2 separate regions of the Gossypium arboreum genome follow, and region 1 is linked to region 2. The links are chromatin contacts, called in public Hi-C maps. All regions are on one chromosome and are shown on one strand. Each heading gives the region's core, a stretch centred on a gene start, on an enhancer-like site or on the middle of the called end of the contact. The rest is flanking DNA. Distances are from core to core; before and after follow the strand shown.

Region 1 (4,666 bases), core at 1,525-4,024, 200 kb before region 2:
ATGCATATTCGCCACATCTGTTTAAGAAAGCAGCTCTTGTCATAATACAGCATGAATTTCTTGGTAATGGAATCAACGAAATCACGCACAAGAGGTTCAAAAGAGTGATCAAGAAAAAGCTAATATTCCTCACTATACTAAGGTGTACCTACGAAATAAGGTTATGTAATAAAGTGATGTAAGAGCATCTACTAAGGTACCAACAGCTATGTTCAGATTTGATCAACATCTCGATCATTGCAAAGACCAGTTAGCTCAAGAAATGTCACATGCAAGAAAAAAACAAACTTGCTGTAAATTTGTACATAGTATGGAATAAGATGGTAAAAGTAACATGGAGGCCCCTATACTAAGAGTCAAATTGCTTTTTTCCCCCTCTACTAAAAAAAAGAGCTAATTAGTCTTTATAAGTTAGATCAAAGAGTAAATTGGCCATTTTTGTTAAAAATTCCATCCATTTGTACTATTAAAAACTAGCGTGGCTAATGGAATAATCAGTGACATGTGGCATGCCATGTGTACATCATACTGATGTACTAGAACCAGTTTTTAACAATAGAAATAGATGGAATTTTTAACAGAATGATCAATTTGTTCTTTGATCTAACATACAGGGACTAATTTGCCTAATTTTTTTAGTAGAGGGGGCAAAATGCAATCCAACTCCTAATACAAAAGCCCCTATGATACTTTTACCGGAATCAGATGCATGTATCTAAGCAGATGCTGTTAAAGAGACTTATGTCCGCATTTAATCAGATTGGAGATACCAAGTATCTCATAATAAAGCATTTCACACAAAAGAACTCTTGCTTCTGACTTTTCCTAAAATAAGTACAATAAGTAAAATTAAACAGCTTGATCATAAAAAAAAACATTGATTTTCCATAAACAAACAAGAAACAAGAAATCATTTCAGACAAAAGACTTCTTAGCTTTTGTCTTTTTCTTTTAGTCCTCAAAGAACCAGTAAATTTGTAAACACTCATTAGCTCAAGAAATATGTCACAAGCAAGGAAAAATAGAACTTGCAGTAAATTCGTACAGAATTAAGAATCATATTCGTATAACCGTGCAGATTCATTAATAAGATCAGAAATATCAAGTACCAAACAAGAAAGCATTTCAGACAAAAAGAGCCCTCGCTTTTGACATTTTTCCTAAAGGAGTTGAAAACAATAAGTAAAATTAAACAACTTGAACGTAAAATCTTCCTTGATTCAAGAAACTTGTCACCATAAAGGAACTTGCTGCTAAGTACATTTGTACGGATGAGAGAAATTCTGCTCAAAAACATTGATTTTCCACAAAAACAGGAGATTGAGATTACCAATTATCTAACAAGAAATCATTTCAAGCAAAAGATTTTGTAGCTTTTGACTCTTTTCCCCCCTCGACAAAAAATTTGCAAATGCACAACAAATATGAAAAAAATCATGAACATACACCATCATAGAGAGTGATTTTTGGGGTTTAGTCCAAAACCAGAAACAGAGAAGCAACATATACCTGATAATTTCAATATGCTCAATTGCACCACAGTATGCGAAAAAGTCACAGAGATCCTTCTCGGTAGCTTTTGGAGATAAGCTCGTAATTTCAGCCGTGTAACCTCCAGGGTACATTGTCTTAAACTGAGATAAAAATCAGCCAAAAAAGAACCTATTTAAAGGTATTTAAATAAAATTTTAGAAGCACACATAGAAGTAGCTTGATAATGCAGATATCATCATCGTTCATTCAATACTTTATAATTCCGAAACCACAGCAATCCCAAGGTACAAGGATACTTATGGATGATTTTGAGGTAAACAGTTCTCAGTGGTCCTAACAGCCAAGCTCTCTCATCGATAGATCGTTTCCTTGGTATAAAATGAAAACCAAAAATTCATGGGTTCTTCTAAAATAAAATGAAAAATACTAATATGGTTGCTGATTTTCTAGCATTGATTAGCCTTATTTCAACATTAACATAATTAAAGATGCCAAAGCTATTTTACCAAACTCAGTAATCCCAAGCAAGATGCCTTAACCGACTCCAAGATCTGCTTGAATACACCCCAATAAATCTTAGTTCAAGTCAAAAGTAATAAAGGGGATGAGTTTTAGGGACAGCCATAGCCCATATAATCCTACAAAGTGAAAACTTTAAATTGGCTTTCATTGTAAACAATGTAAACTTTAAGCAAGATTATCGAACTTTTGGCTAAAGTTCAAAAAAGGGTTCAACCTACAATAAAGAATACTGATAAATACCTAACTATAAAAAAAAAAAATTCCATTTTCAAGCTTCCTTTACGCTTGATGAAAGAAAAAAATATCATGGGTTATCAACAATGGGGGCAATTAATGAGTGATAGAACCAACTTTGTCCACCAAATATCAATTAAAGGTCAGCTTGACACTAATTATTTGGCAAGCATGTATTCATTGAGATTCTTGAAAGAAGTTAAACTTAGTGAAAACCTGAGAAAGTAAAAAAAAAGGAAAACTGAATTCATTAAAACCCTTAATGCATTCAAGAAAGTAAAGGAAAAACTGATCAAATAAGGCGAAAAAAAGAACTGGGTATCACTGAATTTGCTAGAAAAGAAGGAAAATTGAGAAAAGATTGAAGCTTTATAAAAATTATGATACATTTACATACCTGTTTTTTAGTTGTTGATGATGAAGAATCCGATGATTAAGAGCTTAAGCATGGGAAAGAAGGGGAAAGAGAGATAGAGACAACTAACCAACATAAACACTGGCACGCTGATCTTTCCAGATGGCTATAAAACCCCACTCTCACTAATGGAGCGTGCATTTCAACAAAGAAATTTTGTTTGCATATTTTAACTTTTACTAAAAAAAAAAAGTAAATTTATCTTTACACCTTATTTGTTAAAAACTTTTGTGACCGATAGAAAAATTAGATAGCTACACGTGGTGTAACTGTATCTTATTTTGACATATAATTATAAAAATTATCAATTTATTCTTTAATTTAATGTATAAAAATTAATTTGTTTATTTTTAAAGTAGAGATAATAAAATACAATCTAAATCCTAGTGTCAAACCTCGTGATACTAGTACAAGGATCTTTGTAATATTTTTACTATTTATATTTAATATACAATAATATACAAGTTAATACACATTCAAGAACTCAAATTTTAAAAAATTAAAATTGAAAATACATACATTTTCTATTTTTATACAAAATTTACATTCATTTTCAATGATGTGTTTATTTGATATATTAATCATGCATAATTTATTGGAAAATAAATATTAACATAAAATTTTTGATGAGTATAATATTTTGTAAATGACTTTTTTTTTCCTTCTTTAGAGCAAAAGAAATTTGTAGGAAATACGTGTTTGAATGAAATTTATAAATCTATATTTATATATTTATTATTATTATATATGACTTTAAGCTAATAACTATTTTATTTCTTTAAATGGCGCGTGAAATCATTTCCTTTATAAAGGAGCGTTAATGATCTCTACCGTAATTGGTTGAGTAAAATGACCATTTAAGCCACGTTGCCGGATTTCCGCTACTCCATTGGCCGGGAATCTAGTTTGGGCCCGCAACTGATGCCAGTACATCTCAAATGTCAAATTTAACCTAAAGCCCCTACATTTTTCTCTATTTCCCTTTCTTACCACTAACTTTTTTAGAATTTCCTTTTACATAAAAAATTCAGATAATCATATCTTTACCAATGGTAATATTTTAAGAATAGTATACGTTAGCTCTATTTTAAAATTAGTCATAACAAAAAATTTAGCTCTAAAATTTTTAATTTTTATCTATTTGGCCCATACATTTTTTTTCCTTTATAGTCAATGGCAAAAATCATTGGTGAAAGAGCTTAATTAATGGATTTTTAATATCTAAGAGCTTAATTAGGTCCTTTTTTTTTTGAGGAGCTTAACTAATTATAAAGCACAAATGCACTAAGAGGAGAGTTGAATTGGTAATTAAAAATCTGGGGAAAGATGACAAATAAAAATTGACACAATGATTTAGAGCAGTTCGACTCCAATTGTCTACCTCTAATAGCTTAACTTTTTACAATTAAAAATTTCCTAAGTCCACTAATTTCAAGCCTTTTAAGGATAATGCTTAACCTTTATAACACTATCTTTTAAGTAGATAAGATAAAGTCACTTCCTTTTTAAGGTTGTCTACCCAGAACTTCAAGTAACCTCTCACTAATTTGAGAAATGAAATTGAAACAAGGAATACCTCTTAAAGGTTGATATACAATTATTCAAGCTTACTCAAATAAATTAAAACATTTAAAATAATGAAAGAGAATGAAACCTCAAGTGTGTACAAGGGTACGTAAGATGAGAATTACAAATAAAAGATTAGATTTTTGCACAATGAACTTTGTAAACTTGTTTCTTGTCTGCTTCTTGATGTTCTTAAACTCTATTTATACATTTTCAATGAAATCTAGTCGTTTGGAGCAGTTAGAGAAAAAATTGAGCCGTTGAAGACATTTACTCGAGCATTAAATGTAGCTATAAAGGCTTATGTTATGATATCATGACTTTAGGTATTGATACCTTGCTTTAAACAATAAGATCGTTGGAGCTTTAGGTGTTAGACCTTTAGCCCATGACCTAGTACCATAATGTTGGGGTATGACACTTCCTCGTTTGGGG
Region 2 (5,361 bases), core at 1,782-4,281:
ATGTGTTCCAGTCTCAACAACTTGCCCTTGTTGTATAACAGCTATAGAATCAACATTCCTTATGGTGGAGAGTCGATGAGCAACAACTACAGTTGTTCTCCCGACCATTAGCCGGTCAAGAGCTTCCTGAACAATACTCTCAGAGCCTGCATCGAGTGCGCTTGTTGCTTCATCAAGGAGCAAGATCTTCGGATTCTTCAACATGGCTCTAGCAATCGCAATTCTTTGTTTTTGGCCACCAGAGAGTTGGACTCCTCGCTCTCCCACCTGAATTTCGAGACAAATTAATACAAAATACAAATTCAAATTTCGACTAGATTCTTAAACTTGAGGAGACCAACCTGCGTGTTATATCCATTAGGGAGTAGGGTAATAAAGCAGTGAGCATTTGCAGCACAAGCAGCAGCTTCCACTTCATCCATTGTTGCCTCGGGTTTTCCATATAGTATGTTCTCAAGGATGGTAGTCGCAAAGAGAGCAGGTTCTTGATTTACCAGTCCAATCTGATCACGTAACCATTTAAGTTGCAGTGTCTTTATGTCAACATTATCCAACAAAACCTGCCCTGTTTATCCAAAACAAAAAACATAAACATGAACTCTAAAATCCAAGGAGCAAACATTTTCATTTTTCAAACACGACAGAAGTCTCTTGATTACCCTGGTTAGGATCATAGAACCTCTCTATCAGAGAGACAACAGTACTCTTCCCAGAGCCGCTACCACCAACAACTGCAAGTGTCTTTCCTGCTGGAAAGAAAATCGAGAAATTGCTAAAGATGATAACATCCGGTCTCGATGGGTAGCTGAAAGTCACTTCCTTGAATTCTATATTGCCATTAACTTCCTCCAGTACTTTCCCGTCCAAATGGTCTTGAATTATGGAGGGTTTTTGGTTGATAATCTCCATCAGTTTGTAACCAGCTGCTTTTCCTTTACTAAATGCCCCAAGATTTGAAAATGACTGACCCAAACTCCTGCAATAGTAATTTTTTTCGAACAATATAATTCCCGGTAAAGCTTAATCTTTAATGGCGTCTAACAATAAGATAACATGAGCTTGAGATCTTACATGCCACCAACAATGGCTGAGAAAATAGCCGTAAATGCCTTGCCGCCATCACTCTGTCCATTCCGGATGAAAACACCAGCGTACCAGAAAACAAGCGCCCAAGACATACAAGCAATGCCATACGTGCACCCGAGCCCTAAACCCTTAGCCATTCCAGCCTTGTATCCGAGTTTAAGTGTGTTCTGTATTGCATCTGAATAAGAATTAAGGGCCTTACTCTCGCCAACATATGAGTACACGGTACGAACTTGTGCGATGGCCTGTTGATGTGATTAATTACTTAGACAAAAGCCTTACATTGTAGTATGAGACAATCGAAACATGTAGACAAGTAGTTTATAATCCAGAACACAATCAAAACATGCTCACCTGCTCGGCAATTATGCCGGCATTCGCATAGGATTCCCTGCTCTTCGAAGTGAGGCCGGTCAACGTATACGCGTATAAGCCGCCGGCAAAGGCAATTCCAGGGATCACTGCCACACTCAGTAAGGCTAACCTCCATGCTGACACAAAACCAACCACTAAACCAGCCAAGAATGTTGACAGATAATGTATAAAGTTCCCTACCTAAAATTTCAGACAAAACAAACCATTAATGAACTATGTGATCTATCCTTAAAACTCTCAAAGAAAAACCTTATTTCATCCAAACTGTCCCCAATAAACCCAGATTAGCAAATGAAACAATTAAAGAGAAAAATAGAAGCTACCTTCTCACTGATGGCATCTTGAACAAGTAGAGTATCAGTGGAAACACTAAAAACAATATCCCCAGTTCTTGCATCGGTGTCAAAGAACCCAACATCTTGTTTCAAAACAGCTTCCAAATACTTCGTTCTCAATGTGCTTACTTGTCTTTCCCCAGTGTACATCCAACATGCAATCTCTGTAAAATCGAAAAAAAATTACTTGTTACAGTGAAAGAGATGGGACTATAGAAGAAGATAATGTTGAATATTAAAATATAATTGAAAGTGAGGGTTTTTGGTAAAAGGGTGTTAAGATTGACAAGTGAAGAAAAACAAAAGGACAAAGAGACAGGCTTTTAAGACCATGTGGGCACGCACCCATCGGTCCGTTTTGGTTTAAACTGGGCTACTACACTGCACGAGTCACTTGTGAACCATGATGCATCCATTCCTATCAAAGATTTGCATACATTTAAAACAAAAAGGGAAGAAAAAAAATTATATACCTGCATATGATGATAGGCAGACAATAAGACCAAGATACACAAAATAGAGTGCATACTGCATTAAACAAGGAGAAAAAAAGAAAGTTAACAGATCTTAGATCTAAAAAAAGTTGGTAAAATTCTTGGTCTTTAAAAAAAAAAGTGAACCTTGGCAACTTCATGAGTCATTTTGGGCAAATCAGATTGGTTTTTGCCAAAGCCATTAACCATTTCACCAAATAATAAGAAGAAAACAGGCATTGAAGAACCATGGATGATAGCTCCTAAGCTACCAGTGATCATCAACAAATAATCATATTTGTCAGCAAAAGTGAAAAGTTGGTAAAATGGCAAGCTTTGTTCTTTCTTCTTTTCTGCTTCAGGGACTGCTTTTGTTTCAGTTGGTTCAGCCATTTTTTTTGTAAACTCAAAAGAACAAAGCTAAAGAAGAAGAAAGGAAGAGGTTGGATGAATTGAGTTGAGTTTGATTCAAAAGCAACTGAGTTGAAGAATAGCCATTGAAAGAAAGAAAGAAAATCTCTTAAGGGTGAAAGAAGAAATAAGAGATCTAAAGAGTAAAGACTGTTTTTTTGCTTCTTTATCTTTCTTCCCTTTTTCAAGGTCTCGAAAACCTGACAATGTCGTTTTTGAGTTCGAGAACTAAGGTGAAGAGAAGGGGAAAAAAAGAGGAAAAGTAAAGGGCAAAGCAGCATAAAAAGAGTGCTTGAATGAGTGTATATATAAAGAGAGAAACTGTAAAGTTATGTAGTGAGAAGGGTAGAGAATGCATGTGTTAGACTCTTGGTCAAACCTATTGCATTTTTTAAATCAATATTTTGTTTTAATTTCATCAAATATCAAGTTTTATCCAAAAATAAATAAATAAATTAGTCGTTATCCGTTAAATTGAATAAATTAATTTTTAAAAATTAGTTTTTGCATGTTAGCACGAGATAGATATTACGTACCATATGTAATTATCTAATTATTCCGTTAACTACATTGGTTTTAACAGCAGAAATGATCAATTTACTTTTTTATCCAACATACAATAGCTAATTTGTCCATTTTTTTCAATAGAAAGACTGAAATTCAATCTAACTTCTAAGATTAAGATATTAAGTAATTTTTTTCATATTAATATTCTAAATTCATATTTAGTCTTAATATAACTCATTTATTGATACTTTTGAACAAATATTTACCTCAATATCATATAGGTCTGAATAAAATTAGATTTTGATCGTAAAATAGATAAAGACAGTTATAATTGATGTAATTGTCAATTTAAATGTTAGATATATATTCATATATGAAATGACAAGTCAAATTGTAAACTTGAATTTGATGTATTAATCAAAAATAGATGCAAATAAAATCTATCTGAGTTATTTTATTTTATTTTTAACATATAAAATTCAAGTTCTTCATGTTCTATACATATTTGAGTCTGGTATTTATGCAAATTTAATTATATATTTTAATATATATGTTATGAGATTTTGAATTGGTACACTCATATTTACAATTTGATTATAGTTTTAATATATAATTTACAGGTATTTAAATTGATATTTAATGTTGAATTGATTAAATTAAAAAATTAATATGATATTAATAGTTTAATCCCGAATAGTTTAAATTACCATTGGGTTTTACTATTTCAATAGAAAAATTGCCAAACTATGTTGAGGAATTTAAATCAAAATAATAATTGAGGATTCAAAATCTGGTCAACAATAAATGTAGCAAAAGATGCCATTTTGCCAAAAAAAAAAATGGAAGTAAGTTTGATGATACTAGAAATTTTATTTTTTTAGGAATTAATAAAATCAAGTCATGTGATCAATTTTTAAATATATATATATAATGGTGATTTAATTATTTAATTTTGTTTTTTCTCATTAACTGGCTATGAGCAATAGTTTCAAATTGGTATGATAGTAACTTTAACTCTCTGTAATTATAAATTATATTAATTTAATATTGATTCAAAAAATTAACTCTCAACATTTGCATATCATTTTTTTTGCACTTTTAATTTTTTATGATATTGAAGATTAATTTTAAATTAACGAGAAAATATGAAAATTATTATTTTGAATTATTGGATGTTTCCATTTTTTTTGTATATTCCAATCAAATTTAGTTGATAATTTTATTTTTAACTTTTTAGGTAAAAATGCCAAAAGAAAAGCAAAATTGTAAAAGAAAATTTAAATTACACTATATGTAAATATTAAGAGTTAGATCTTTTAGAATTAAGACTAAATTGATATAATATAAAATACTGAGGGTTAAAGTTGCAACTATATCAATTTAAAAATATCACTGTTAATCAATTATTGACAAAAAATAAAATTAAATAATTTAATAACTATTTTATAATTTTTATAATTAAATGATTACGAATATATTTTACCATTAAAAATAATATAATATTAATATAATAAAAACTAAGCAAAACTTGATATCTAAGACAAATTTTACACTTTTAACAATTCATACAAAGTTGTAAGAATTTTATTGGTCCTTTGCTTTTCTTAAAAAAAAAAAAACACACATTATGTAATCTATAATCATCACTGTTATTTCTCTTTTTCCTTTTTTTTTTTTTTCATTTTTTTCTGGTTATCTGTGTAGAGCTTTTCGTCTTGTGATTTCTGAATTTCATTGAAAAAAGAAGACTTTGTGAGTAAAATTTGCAGAGAAGCTCTTTCATTCACTGACATTTTGCATGTGTCAATGGCAGCCTCTTTCTTTTTTATGTATATATTTTTGGTTCTGAGGATTTTCAGACATATATTATTTTGTTTTTTTTAAAACAGTACATTTTGTCCTATGGTATTTTGTTTGTTTGCTACTTGGGGTATTTATTTCAATGTGTTATCAACTAGATTTTGTGACCCAAGTCTTAGATTTTAGCATTAAGGCTCATCTCTTTATTTTTTCCAATCTAATTTATGATTTTTCGAATTATATTTTACCCATAATTTTATATTTTTATTAGTGTTAAAATTCGGTAAATTAGGAATGTTGGAATTCGAATACTAAGTGGCATGCATGTGACTATATGTACCTAGTGACCTAAATTCAAAATTTTATGTTTTTTT

What was found. A called contact is a pair of places that touch in the nucleus more often than the background predicts.
Region 1: a Hi-C map of leaf shows a contact between it and region 2, with 5 times the contacts expected there. The contact joins the promoter of LOC108454569 here to the promoter of LOC108456889 in region 2. A contact is called at or near these places in 3 of 5 Hi-C or Micro-C datasets (all in leaf).

Annotation. Positions count from the first base shown.
Region 1 is chr9:5,869,391-5,874,056 of ASM2569848v2, reverse strand. It overlaps LOC108454569 (binding partner of ACD11 1-like), which reads right to left and starts at 2,774. Exons shown (of 5, transcript XM_017753071.2): 1 at 2,648-2,774; 2 at 1,510-1,634; 3 at 1-17. The coding sequence starts at 1,625.
Region 2 is chr9:5,664,232-5,669,592 of ASM2569848v2, reverse strand. LOC108456889 (ABC transporter B family member 19) reads right to left here and starts at 3,031. Exons shown (of 10, transcript XM_017755623.2): 1 at 2,417-3,031; 2 at 2,270-2,324; 3 at 1,785-1,960; 4 at 1,441-1,641; 5 at 1,072-1,331; 6 at 660-976; 7 at 342-565; 8 at 1-267. The coding sequence starts at 2,662.